Linked DNA regions of Zea mays: region 1 is linked to region 2. The links are chromatin contacts, called in public Hi-C maps. All regions are on one chromosome and are shown on one strand. Each heading gives the region's core, a stretch centred on a gene start, on an enhancer-like site or on the middle of the called end of the contact. The rest is flanking DNA. Distances are from core to core; before and after follow the strand shown. Region 1 holds the start of LOC100383201. Region 2 has its middle 27 kb from the start of LOC100192014.

Region 1 (5,994 bases), core at 84-2,583, 240 kb after region 2:
ATTGCCATAATATGAATGCCACCATAGAATTGGCCAATCCTACATGGAAGGACGATATTTATATGTGGCATCGTATAGTACCATCATGGGTTCCAAAAACATTAAACTGGTAATTTCTTATACCTTGAAGTCAACTAAATAATTTTGGCTATATATATGTAAGAATGAGTTATTTTAATTTGTAGGGATTTGTCAGGCTTTCTTGTTATCAACTTTATGCACTCGTGGAATGGTAAAAGGTTATCCTGCATTTCCACTGTGAGTAACTGTGTAGTTCTAATACTTGGTCAATATCATTTTTTCTATAACTAATTGTTTTTACTAAATTTAATGTTGTCTTATACCGAATGTACAGACTTCAAGTGTACCGAGGACCAAATTCTTGGTAGAATTGATGAAGTACAGACTGAATGTAATGACAATATTCTAGAAGAACTACAAAATATTATTAAGCACGTCAGTGTTTAGTTGCAAACAATATGAAGTACGAGAATACAACATATGTGATGTTATTTGCAAATACTCGAGTTTAGGATAAGAAACAAAGATTCCGAATTTTTGCTCTCACTTATTATTCTCGTCCTTTTGGTATGAATTTTAATGTATATTCACTTCGTTACCATTCAATCCTCGCAATGCACAAACATTGTACTCACTTCTTAGGGTTTGTTTGGTTTGACTTTTGGCTTTGGCTTTTGCCCCCCTAAAAGCCAAAAGCCAACCAAAGGGCTGGATCCAGGAAGCAGCTTTTTCTAAAAGTCGACTTTCTCGTAGTGCAAATCTGAAAGCACCCCTGGACCTGCTTTTAGTGGCTTTTCAGATGGAACTATGAAAACATATATCGAAGAATTTTTAATGACTTTTAGTGGTTTCCACCAAACGGTTTTTAGCTTTTTAACAACTTACAACATACAGTAGATTTTTCCACAGCTCACAGTCCACATCAACTTTTTTCACAGCCACAACCCAACCAAACATACCCTTAGACTTTGTTTTTTGGTTTTCACATTGTATTGTAAATTGATTTGTATTAGTTTAATTCTTCATTGGTTGTTGCCAGAGAGTTTATAAGATTGAGATTGATAATATGTGTTATTTGTTTTTATATAATTATTGTGCACTAATATTTTGTATGTCGTTGCAACGCACGGGCACTTGATTAGTCGTCATATAATGTATTACCTTATCTAGAATAGATTGACTCTTTGAGCCAAACACCCCCTACTTTTTTGGCCCAATCAAATTTGGGGAACCCTGGCCCAATTAGAGTAAAGCACACAAAGAAACGGGCCAAAAGGACTGTAGATCCGAAGTTTGTCACTGTCCCGTTCGTCGTGTCCCAAAGTCCAAAACCCAACCCACAATGGCCGCCACCTCGCCGGCCCCGGCGCCGCCGCGCATCCTCCTCGCCGGGGATGCCCACGGCCGACTCCACCAGCTCTTCAAGCGCGTCAAATCGGTGGCTACCCCCTCCTCCCACCATTATCTCTTCCTCCTCTTGCTGGTGTCGTCGGTCCGTAACACCGTGCGCTGCCCACCCGCAGGTGAACCAGTCAACGGGGCCGTTCCACGCGCTGCTCTGCGTGGGGCAGTTTTTCTCCCCCGAGGGTGCTGCAGAGGGCTCACCGGAGGACGTCACCGACTACCTCGAGGGGCGCGCTTCCGTGCCCATCCCGACCTACTTCACCGGCGACTACGGCCCAGCCGCGCCGCGATTGCTATCGAAGGCCGCCGCTGGTGCTCGCGGGTTCGCACCCGGTGGCATCGAGATATGCCCCAACGTCTTCTGGCTTAGGGGAAGCAACCGCTTCACCCTCCACGGTGTGTTTTCTTGGTCTGCTGCTAATTGATTTCATTATACAAGGCCAAAAGATTTGCTACCAGCTAGTTAAATTTTTTGACAGAGATACTGTGGAGTTAGTCGAATGTTGCACTATATCGCACTCAGGCAACTAAGCAGGAGTCGCCTCTCGTGGTTGAAGATACTAAAACCTGTTCGTATAATTGGACATCCTTAAAAGTGTTATGGAACCTCATTGAACAGTGTGTAGTGAACTAGTGATGCCTGAAAGTCTGAATGTGAACTGATTTAGTCTCACCTTTCCTCTAGCACACCCATACATAATGTTTCCTGTCTGTAGGTTTGTCGGTGGTTTATTTGTCAGGGAGGAAAGGGTTAGGAGGGCCTGGCTGTTACAGCCAGGATGATGTGGATGCCCTACGGGCTCTTGCAGAAGAGCCAGGGATTGACGATCTGTTCTTGACATATCCTTTTTTCCCTTATACTGTTTCTTTCACTGCTTGCTAATATTAATATTGAGTTGCTTTGTGTTAGCATCTATTCTGGATGCATCAAATTTAGGTTCCCTTGACAGTAACGAGATTGCACTAATGAATGGCCGACTGGAGTGGTCAGTGGGTCTGACACTTCCAATGTGCCTAATCAGGTTTTGGATCCCAATGGGTATGATCCTATTGTTGCTGAATTGGTTGCTGAGATTAAACCAAGGTTTGGTTCTGACTTCCTAGTTCATACACAAAAAGGAAATGGTTATTGAGAAAGTCAACTTAAAGCATTAACATGCAGCTTCCGTACGGCTGTAATGCTGATATTGTAAAAAGGGCAGACCCAGTCCCAGAGGCTCCCACATGAGTGGGGTCTAAGGAAGGGATATAAACAATAATATTTTTATTATAATATATATACTCTGTTGCTGACTACTAAATTAAGCTGATCAGTGATTTGTGCATTATGTAGCAGAAAACATAATGTAAGCTTATCCAGATTTGTGACATCGTTTGGTTCATGCAGATATCACATTGCTGGCACAAAAGGTGTCTTTTACTCAAGGGAACCATATGTCAATGATTCTGCTGCTCATGTTACCCGCTTTATTGGACTTGCTAATGTTGGAAACAAAGAGAAGCAGGTATCTATATACAGATCAAACCAACTTCTTGTTCAAAAAAGAAAGAAAACCTGTTCGTTCATATTTATACTACCTTTTTATCCTCTATAGTATTTTGCACACTACTGTATCCAAGATTATTTGGACATGGACATGGTTCCCACTTCTCAGAATGCAATTTGGACTACTTTTTTTTGTCATCAAAAGTATCTGTTTTAAAACTACTTTTCAAGACAAACCTACTCATATCATTTTCAAATATATCCAAATTCAACACGCAAAAAGGTAAATTTGAATCGAAATTTGAAATAGTAGACTGCACACAATCCAAAAATCGCTTATTTATGACCGGAGGGGATATGTTTTAAGATTGAGTTGGTTAGGTGGTCTGAGTAGTACTCATCAGGTCTTGAGTTTGATTCCTTGTGGGAGCGAATTTCAGACCATAGTTAAAAAATTCCCTCGTCTGTCCCATGCCAAAGCACATGCTTGGTCCCGGTCGTTCTCACATGGGATATGGTGCCGCTGTGTATGGGTGGGGCAAGGGTTCGGGGGTTTTCTCGACCTGCGTGAGAAGGTATTCTTAATACAATGCCTAGGGGCTGTCTTACTCCCCGCAGGTCGAGTTCCTTCCGAGATATAAAAATCATTCATGCATTTTTATCTTCAGTAACTTAGTATATGTGTCAAATAACTAATTGCTTCCCAGTTATATGTTACCTACTAGCCAAAAAATTCTACTTCAAATGTGCTACATCATTGATACATTGTAATTACCTAGCAATTTAAGTCATTAATTGTGTACTTATTGCATATACTTTTCAGAAATTTATTCATGCGATTTCTCCTACTCCAGCATCTGTCATGTCCAGTGCTGATATCAATGCCAAGCCTCCAAACGCCACTTTGTCACCATATGTTGGTTCAGCAAAATCAGTTCCTATCGAAGAAGCTCCAAAACGTGCAGCGGAGAACATAGATTCACAATATTGGCGTTATGATGTCAAGCGGCAAAGGCATGGGGAAGCTGGTGGGGGTGGATTGTGTTTCAAATTTGTATCCTCAGGATCCTGTCAAAGAGGGAGTAGATGCAGTTATAGGCATGATGAAGAGGCAGTGGAGCATTACCAGAGAAATGTCTGTTTTGATTTTCTAAACAAAGGAAAATGTGAGAGGGGCCCAGAATGCAAGTTTGTTCACAGTCTTTCTGGGGAGACTGCTCTAAGGGATGCAAGACCTCCTAGGTGAGAAAAGCAGCACAATCTTTTTTTCTTGAATACGCATGAGGGCTGCGTATCATTTCATTAAAAGAAGAAGATAACAAAACAAGAATACAAGCAGTACACAATCTCTTTTTCTGACTCTGTAGGCATGCCTTTTGTTTTAGTATTTACCTCATTCTGTATTTTTCGAACTCCAGTGAAAGAAGACGAGTGGAGAGCAGTTGCTGGTTCTGCTTGTCGAGTCCAGATGTCGAGTCACATCTTGTCATTAGCATCGGTGAAGGTTACTACTGCACACTTGCAAAGGGGCCACTTGTTCCAAATCACGTTCTAATGATTCCCGTGGAACACTGCCCCAGTACATTGATGATGCCTCCGGAAGCAGAGGCAGAACTTGGGAGATATAAGATTGCTCTGAGTAAGTACTTTGAGAAGCAAGGAAAAACTGCAGTCTACTTTGAGTGGGTTTCACCACGCTCTCACCATGCAAACCTGCAGGTATGGATGCTTCACACCTGATATGAAATTTACAATTGTGCCGAAACTTTGCCATGATCATGCTACATGGTAATCCTCCCAATTTCTTGCATAGGCTGTTCCTGTACCATTGTCTAAAGCAGACGCTGTTAACAAGATATTTCATCTAGCAGCCAAAAAACTGGGATTTGAATTCTCTATGGTGAATCCAGGTGAGACTGCATTTTTCCTCCTCCTTTTGGTTGTTTGATTAAACAAATGAAAAGACATGACCACACGCAGTAGGGAAGAAATATGCTCTTCATTATACAGTAGTAAAAAAATGCATTTTTCTGAAACATAACACATTGCTTGTCGCACATGGTTGACAATTTAAATATTTAATATTATATTTGTTCAACATTGTTTGGTATGTCCATCACTTGTTTGAACACTACTTACACCATTGTTGTATATGTCCTTGATGAGTCCAACATACTTAGCTGGAACTTTATGTTTGTCTGAAGCCCACCACATAACATTCCTTGGTATTTTGACATAAACTTTTTCCAAGTCAATGAAAACCATGTATAGGTCCTTCTGCTCCCTATACTGCTCCATCACTTATCTTATTAAGAAAATGGCTTCTATGGTTCACCTTCTGGGTATGAAACCAATTTGGTTCAAGGAGATTCTTGTTATTTCTCTCGGATGATGCTCAATAACTCTCTCCTGTAGCTTGATAGTATGGTTCATCAACTTAATTCCTGATAATTAGTACAACTTTGAATAACCTCTTTATTCTTGTAGGTTAGTAGCAATATACTTCATCTCCAGTTCTCCACTTGTCAGGCATCTTGATCGATATGAAGATATGGTTCAACAACTTGATTAGCCATACTATAACTGTCCTTGAGGCATCTTCATACCTCAATTGAGATACCATTAGGGTCCATCTTACCCCTTTCATCCCTTTCAGTGCTTCTCACCTCAGTTTTTTGTATCCTACGCATAAAGCGCCAATTGATGTTATTAAAAAGTCATCCAAGTATCCAACTGAAAGGTTATGTCTCCATTATTTCATTGAACAATTTGTCAAAATACTCGCTATCTGTGTTTAATTATATCCTCTACCAAGAGGTACTCCATTTCATCCTTAATGCACTTAAACTTGATTAAAGTCCCTTGTCTTTCTCTCTTGGAACATAGCCATCCTATATATACTATTCTCTCCTTCCTTCGTACTCAAACGTTGGTAAAGATCCCCGTACACCTTTCTTTGCCACATTTATAACTTACTTTGTAGTCTTCTTTGCTACCTTGTACTTATCTATGTTGTCCACACTCATGTCATGGTACAGACATATGTAATATTCTTTCTTGTTAATAGCCCTTTGGACTTCCTT
Region 2 (5,987 bases), core at 709-3,208:
ATTTATCTTTTATTTTGTAAGACTTCTGCTATGTAATAGGTACTTTGATTATTGTGACATTTATCTCTATACACTATGTTATTATATATGTTGTCTTCTTTGCCGCATGTATGAGATGCACCCGGCTTTGTCCCTTAAAGCCGAGTGTGACATTTCATGACTTTACAAGGTATGGTACTCATGTATGGAGCACTTGATTGTTCCCCTCTTTATAGTATGAGTACTTATTCTAAATCCAATCACACACTCTATTATATCTTGATCAGCAAACAAAATCCCTAGCTACACCTTTGTCTTGAGCCCTTGCATTTTGTTTTCTTCTTCTTTTCATGTTGAGCACTTATTGTTCTTTATGGCTAAGATCATACTTTCTATGATTATCATTCCTTTTCAATCTTGGATATAGAACTAGTCTATCTTATTTATAATACTTAGAATTGAGATAAGTCTACTAGTGGTTTCAATTACCAAAATCACACGAGAGCTTTCACCTCCCTCCTACATATGTTCATAGGGCCATAGGAGTCATAGACTCACATGGCCACAACAGGCATGGCCGACGACCAGCCCTACCCCGGGCAGTGCGAGTGCAACCCTGACCTTGCCCAACACGAGCATGGCCCTGATTGGTGGGCTTGGCCTCGTTAGGGTTTGTTTGGGTAATCTCGGATTGAAGTGGATTGAGGTGGTATGTGGTGTATTGAAGTGTAATATGAACTAATTTTTTTTCAATCCCCTTCAATACACCTCAATACACTTCAATCCCTATGTACCCAAACAAAGCCTTAAGTGAGTGCACGTCCAACCATAGGGGCATGGTGGCATGGCCTAGCTAGTGGAGCGCATAGATGTCCATGGGGGCATGGTGGCTAGGGATGCAGGCGTGGTCGATCGGAGGGCTGAGGCGCGTGCTACCGGCGAGGGTTGCTAGTGAAGGGCGGTGTTTCTCTCGTGATCGAGATGGGGTGGCGTGGCTCTGGTCGATGACAGGAAGAGAAGGCGATCAGAAAAAATTTAGAACAACCCATTTTTCGTAATTAGTTGTATGGTGGGTAATTTTGTTCAACTTCATTAAAAATGAATTTGGTGGAGCGCCCATCGGGGAGCTCCAGCCTATTTGGGAACATTGTTTTTAAAAACCACAATTTACTAAATGTCATATGACACAACCATGGTATATTTTCACATCAACCTAATCCAACACTCGTTTGGAGAACACAATATTTTGGTTGCGGCATAGGAGGGAAGGATAAAGTGCAAGACCGTAGTCGTGCGCCAGCGAAAAGTTTTGGTCTAGACCAAAGTTTTTTTAGAACCAAAATATTATGGTATTGGTGAAACCATGATTTAAAATATAGAGTTTCCAGATATGATTTCGTACACGTTTTGTCCTAAAATATCATGGTGTACTGAAATACCACAGTATCATATTGGAATTAGGAAAATAATGTGTTTCCAAACAGACTCTAATGTATTAAATCTGGGGGCCAAATCTATAGTTTTGGTGGATCAGATCCACGGTAGAGCGAGCTGGTAGCATTTTGGAGGAAAAATTGAACCTATATCTATATTTTTTTAATCTAGAGTTGACGAAACTCTATCCGTCTGATTTGGTTTGGTTTGCCAGGTGCGAGGCTCACCATCTGCTAGTCCTGCTCCCCCCGATCGATCGAGAAATCCGTGCTTGAACAGAGTAAAACGATTCAGGAGCAGCTGAAACTGCAGCGAGCAGTCTGTGTTTTCCAGGTCCAGCTAGCGCCATGGTGCCCCCCTTCGGGCGTGGAAAGCAGTGCCGCAAGCTCCTGCTCGCTGAAAATGAGCACCACCCATACGTATGTATGATCTCCTGCAGAAGCAGAACAGTGGACGGGACTGTCGAAGCGCATGGGCAGCGGCGGCGGCGACGCGCCCATGCGTGGGCAGCAGCTCCGATCCATGGCGCGCACCACAGACCGCACCCACAGGCTTGCGTTTGGCAGGCCCAGGCGGGGCGGCACGTACCTTTGCTCTTGTTCCACGACAGGACAGAGCAGGGGAGTAGATTCGTGGCTTTAAAAACCCATGGACGGACGGACGGACGGATCGCGCCCCATTGCGTTGGCTCCGGCGCCATCACGTTGTTTACTGGTGTGGGGGTAAACTCGCAACCCCCCTCCCTCCCTGCCACGGAATTCAATTCCGATCGCATGGCCTCCGCCCTGGAGACACGATGAGATCGGGGAAAGACAACCACCTCTGGCCCCGCCCGGGTACCGAACTTGTAGCTCGTTCGTTCATTGGCCCGATACTCCGATCTGGAGCCGCGGATCGGATGGCCCTCCAGTCGATACGACCGAAGGTTGCAGATAGGACGAGATGAGAGAGGCATGCCAGCAAATAGTGGTGGAGGACGAACCAAAATTAAGGTATTGCTAAATTAATAATGAAAAAAATTCATAACACAGTCTAAAGCAATTCATAACTACAAAATAAGTGATGAACAAGAGTCATAGCGATCATAATATATTTACATCCAAATGTTATATAGCGATAAAATCTGGAAAAGAGAAAATGGACTAATAATGATAAATTGAAATAAAAACTGTGAAATAAGTGAAAAGATATATCTTCAGTTGAGTCTAATCCTAACCGGTAAAAGGTTGTTGTACATATCTACACTTGCATTTACACGGTTTGTGAGTAGCTGATGTGGAAGAACGAGTTGAACACATTGTTTGGTTGCGCATCGCATTTTAGTTCTTAGCGTGCGAAAATAGCTAGGTGCTCCTGGATGGATGTTTCAGTTTTCAGGGTGCCTGTAAAGGCAGGCCGATAGCGTACGATCTTGGCAGCCTAAATATGATAAATTAGTGATAGAATTTCATCATAAAATTCATCTGGTTCCAGTTTTGCGCTTACAACGATCAAAAAATCAGGCAAGCAAGGCCACCAACATGGTCCCCCAAGCAAAATATTCTGAGAATCAATCGGGTTGGGTGTTCTAGAATGAACTAATAACCTATCGGATGAACTAATAATACTAATAATCTTTGGAGGCCGTAGAGCTTTTAGTTGCTTCTTGCTGGTTGCTCTAGGCGGCTAGCGGGACGGGCGGAACACCGCCGAACAGGAGCTAGGCAGAGGAGAGTACTAGGCTCGGGCAGGGAGCGGGGGCGCACCTCGGCACGGCGGCACCGGCCGCACGACGCCTAGGCAGACGTTGGAACATGGCGCTGGAGAAGACCTGGCAATGCTGGGCAGCGCCGAGTAGAATATGCGGAGCTCGGTGTCAGAGGTCCTGAGCGGGGAGGAGCTCGATGGTCCGACGCTGATGAGTCGGGAGAGGCCGGAGGTGGACGGAGCAACGCTGCGACAGAGCTGGCGGATGCATTCTTGCGAGGGGAGCCTCGGCGGCTGTGTTCTTGTTTGCGAGTGGCTAGAGCAGGAAGCTTTAGGGTTAGGACTCGATTTGTTCCTTGTGGTTAATTTCTTGGGCTACGCCAAGGTATTGTCCAAGCAATACAAAGCCATACTGGGCCCTCCGCCCCTGAGTCCAGAAGCTTACGTGCACGGAGAAGAAGAAATGTGTGATGTGCACGGAGAAGAAGAAATGTGTGATGTGCGATGGGGATAAAAATCAAGAGAGGATATTTTCTTCTTTTTTTGTAATTGGAGAGAAAACAAATATAAATACAATCCTAGATATCAGGTTTTTTTGGACAAGATACATAAATGATCAGACCTAAAATTTGTCAGGCTACAATGTTTAGGCAATATTTGATTTGGTGAAGATTCCTAGAATCAGATAAATTTATACCAGTTATTTATACCCGAACATTGAATTTCTCTGCCGTTGAAAAATTGTTGGAAAACAAAACTCAATTATAAATCTTCGAACACGATTTCTCAATTAACACACAGGGTCAAGATTATTTTGAACTGAAAACTTTATTTGTCGAATTTTAAATAAATTTGTTTGGGGCAAAATTACAAGGCTGAGTTTTAGCCCGACGTCGACGGATCAAACCAAACGATATTGGATTCGATATTTTAATAGACATTCGATTTAGTTGAACCTAAACGAATTTCATCGCTATCTGAACATTCAGCTAGAGAGCAGCTCAATTTATAACTCTACGCCTTATTTTTCTTGGATATGGATTGTGGTCGAATTTATAAAATCGAACTCTTTCTGAAATCACATTCACGTACTCGATCGATCTGAACAACATAGACTCAACGTCTTGAAAGATTTTTAAAGTCCAAATTTCTCTAATTTTTTAAATGACTTAGATAGACGAAGACATATACGATATTAAGATCGTGATAGACAAAGATGACTAGAATTCAGTGACCATTTTATTTACTGATATCTCGCGCTTAAATCCATACTTGTTGTCGTTCGCAATATAAACACTAGGGGTGTTACATTCATCGTAAATTGTGTCACGACCGGGCGAGAGAGAGGCGATTGCGAGCACGACGAGGGTAGACACGAGCAACATGGCGTTTGCGAGGAAAGACATTTTAACGATCCCGTGAAAAGGACACGAGGTCTAGAACGGGCTCGACGAGAGGAACACACACACATATATATATATATATATATATTATTGAGTTTCCAAGATTTTGTAGTTTTCGCAAATACTAAATTTTAAGTATTTAATTATTATTAGAAAAACTAAAGTTCATATTTTAATACTCGAAGAAATGTTTGAAGGTTCCCGAAAGCCTCTGGAAACAAGATCAAGATAAATCGATATAGTTTGAAAAACATTTGCACTCATAAATATTATGCAACGACATGAATGCAACAATCAAAGCTTCTTTAGGATTTTATTTTGCTATGCCAAAAACTCATATATATATATATATATATAATAAAGTTAATGTCAATTATTTAGAAACAAAAAAGAGGGAAGAAAAGCAAGTAAAGAAGAGGGTAACACCTGAATTTGGTGGATATTAGAAAAGAAGTTTTATACCCCAAATTTAGGGTGTTACAAATCTAACCCCCTTAACAGGAATCTCGTCCCGGGATTCAAGAAGAAGCTAGCAAGAAAAACAAGGTTGGTTCATCGGCTGTTCACAAGACCTTACAAACAGATCTACCCACTAACAAGAGGCTCATCACTCTCTCGGCTCGACGCTTATGTTCAGCAACCTGCCGCCCTCATCACTTGTTTGAATTACTTTGTACTTTGAGTGGGTGAAGACAATTTCTTCTTGATTATCACTGGTTGAGTTCTGCTTGAAGGCCTTCTTCGCGAGCCGGTCTAAACGCTTCTTGGGACATTGGCGAATGAAATGCCCTTGTTCTTTGCAGTAGAAACAAGCACCCCTTGCTTTGACCTCTCTGCGAGTCAGTTTTGCTTGATTGCCAGCAGATGATGGTTGATCGGTTGCCTGCATGTTGAACAACTTAGCTTGATTTGATTCTCCCATTTGGGTAGTCACGAGTTCTGGCGCTTCTGCTTGCGGTTGAGGCGATTTAATCTTGTACCCAAACATTCTTCTGGTCCTCTTGTTGTTCTTCATTCCGTTCAACAGATATCCATGTGACTCATCCTTCCTTTTCACCACTGTTGGGGTTGGAATCTTGTCATTGACATCATCCACTTTGTCTTCATTGGGATTCATCATCTAGGTAGGGGGGAAAGGGAGAGTGAGACAAGGTTTCACAAGGTTCATGATATATACAAAGGGCAAATATGAAACAAGGACATTTTAGACATTTATATCAGAAAGGAAGTGACAGCTAGCGTGAAACAAGGACGGTGTTGTATATTTATAGGGATAGGTTGATGGTATTGCGTTTCAAGGGAAGGCGAGCAAGAAAACAAGGTTGGCACATAGATTCTTTGATTCAACTCGGATTCTGCCAATTGAGCAAGTACAAGAGGAAAGGGTAGAGAGATAAAAGAGGCAAGCATAGAGGGATTAAAGGGAGAGAGCAAGAAAAGAGAGCCCAACTATATGGCACTCATCTAGTAAACTGATGTCATTGC

What was found. Hi-C and Micro-C count contacts between places; a contact is called where the count stands out from the background.
Region 1: a contact with region 2 is called in a Hi-C map of ear, with 2.2 times the contacts expected there. The contact joins the promoter of LOC100383201 here to the enhancer-like site in region 2. A contact is called at or near these places in 3 of 25 Hi-C or Micro-C datasets (ear, leaf and tassel).

Annotation. Positions count from the first base shown.
Region 1 is chr7:103,405,297-103,411,290 of Zm-B73-REFERENCE-NAM-5.0, forward strand. LOC100383201 reads left to right here and starts at 1,334. Exons shown (of 10, transcript NM_001175863.1): 1 at 1,334-1,459; 2 at 1,545-1,821; 3 at 2,142-2,265; 4 at 2,390-2,509; 5 at 2,813-2,930; 6 at 3,735-4,153; 7 at 4,330-4,630; 8 at 4,725-4,821. The coding sequence starts at 1,364.
Region 2 is chr7:103,162,588-103,168,574 of Zm-B73-REFERENCE-NAM-5.0, forward strand. No RefSeq gene overlaps it. Among protein-coding and RNA genes, the nearest start is that of LOC100192014, 27 kb to the left of the region's middle. Within about 2 kb of position 1,959, at least 9 of the 20 cell types and tissues checked have an H3K27ac peak or open chromatin away from gene starts, as enhancers often do. A contact at or near this core is called in ear, where this site is marked.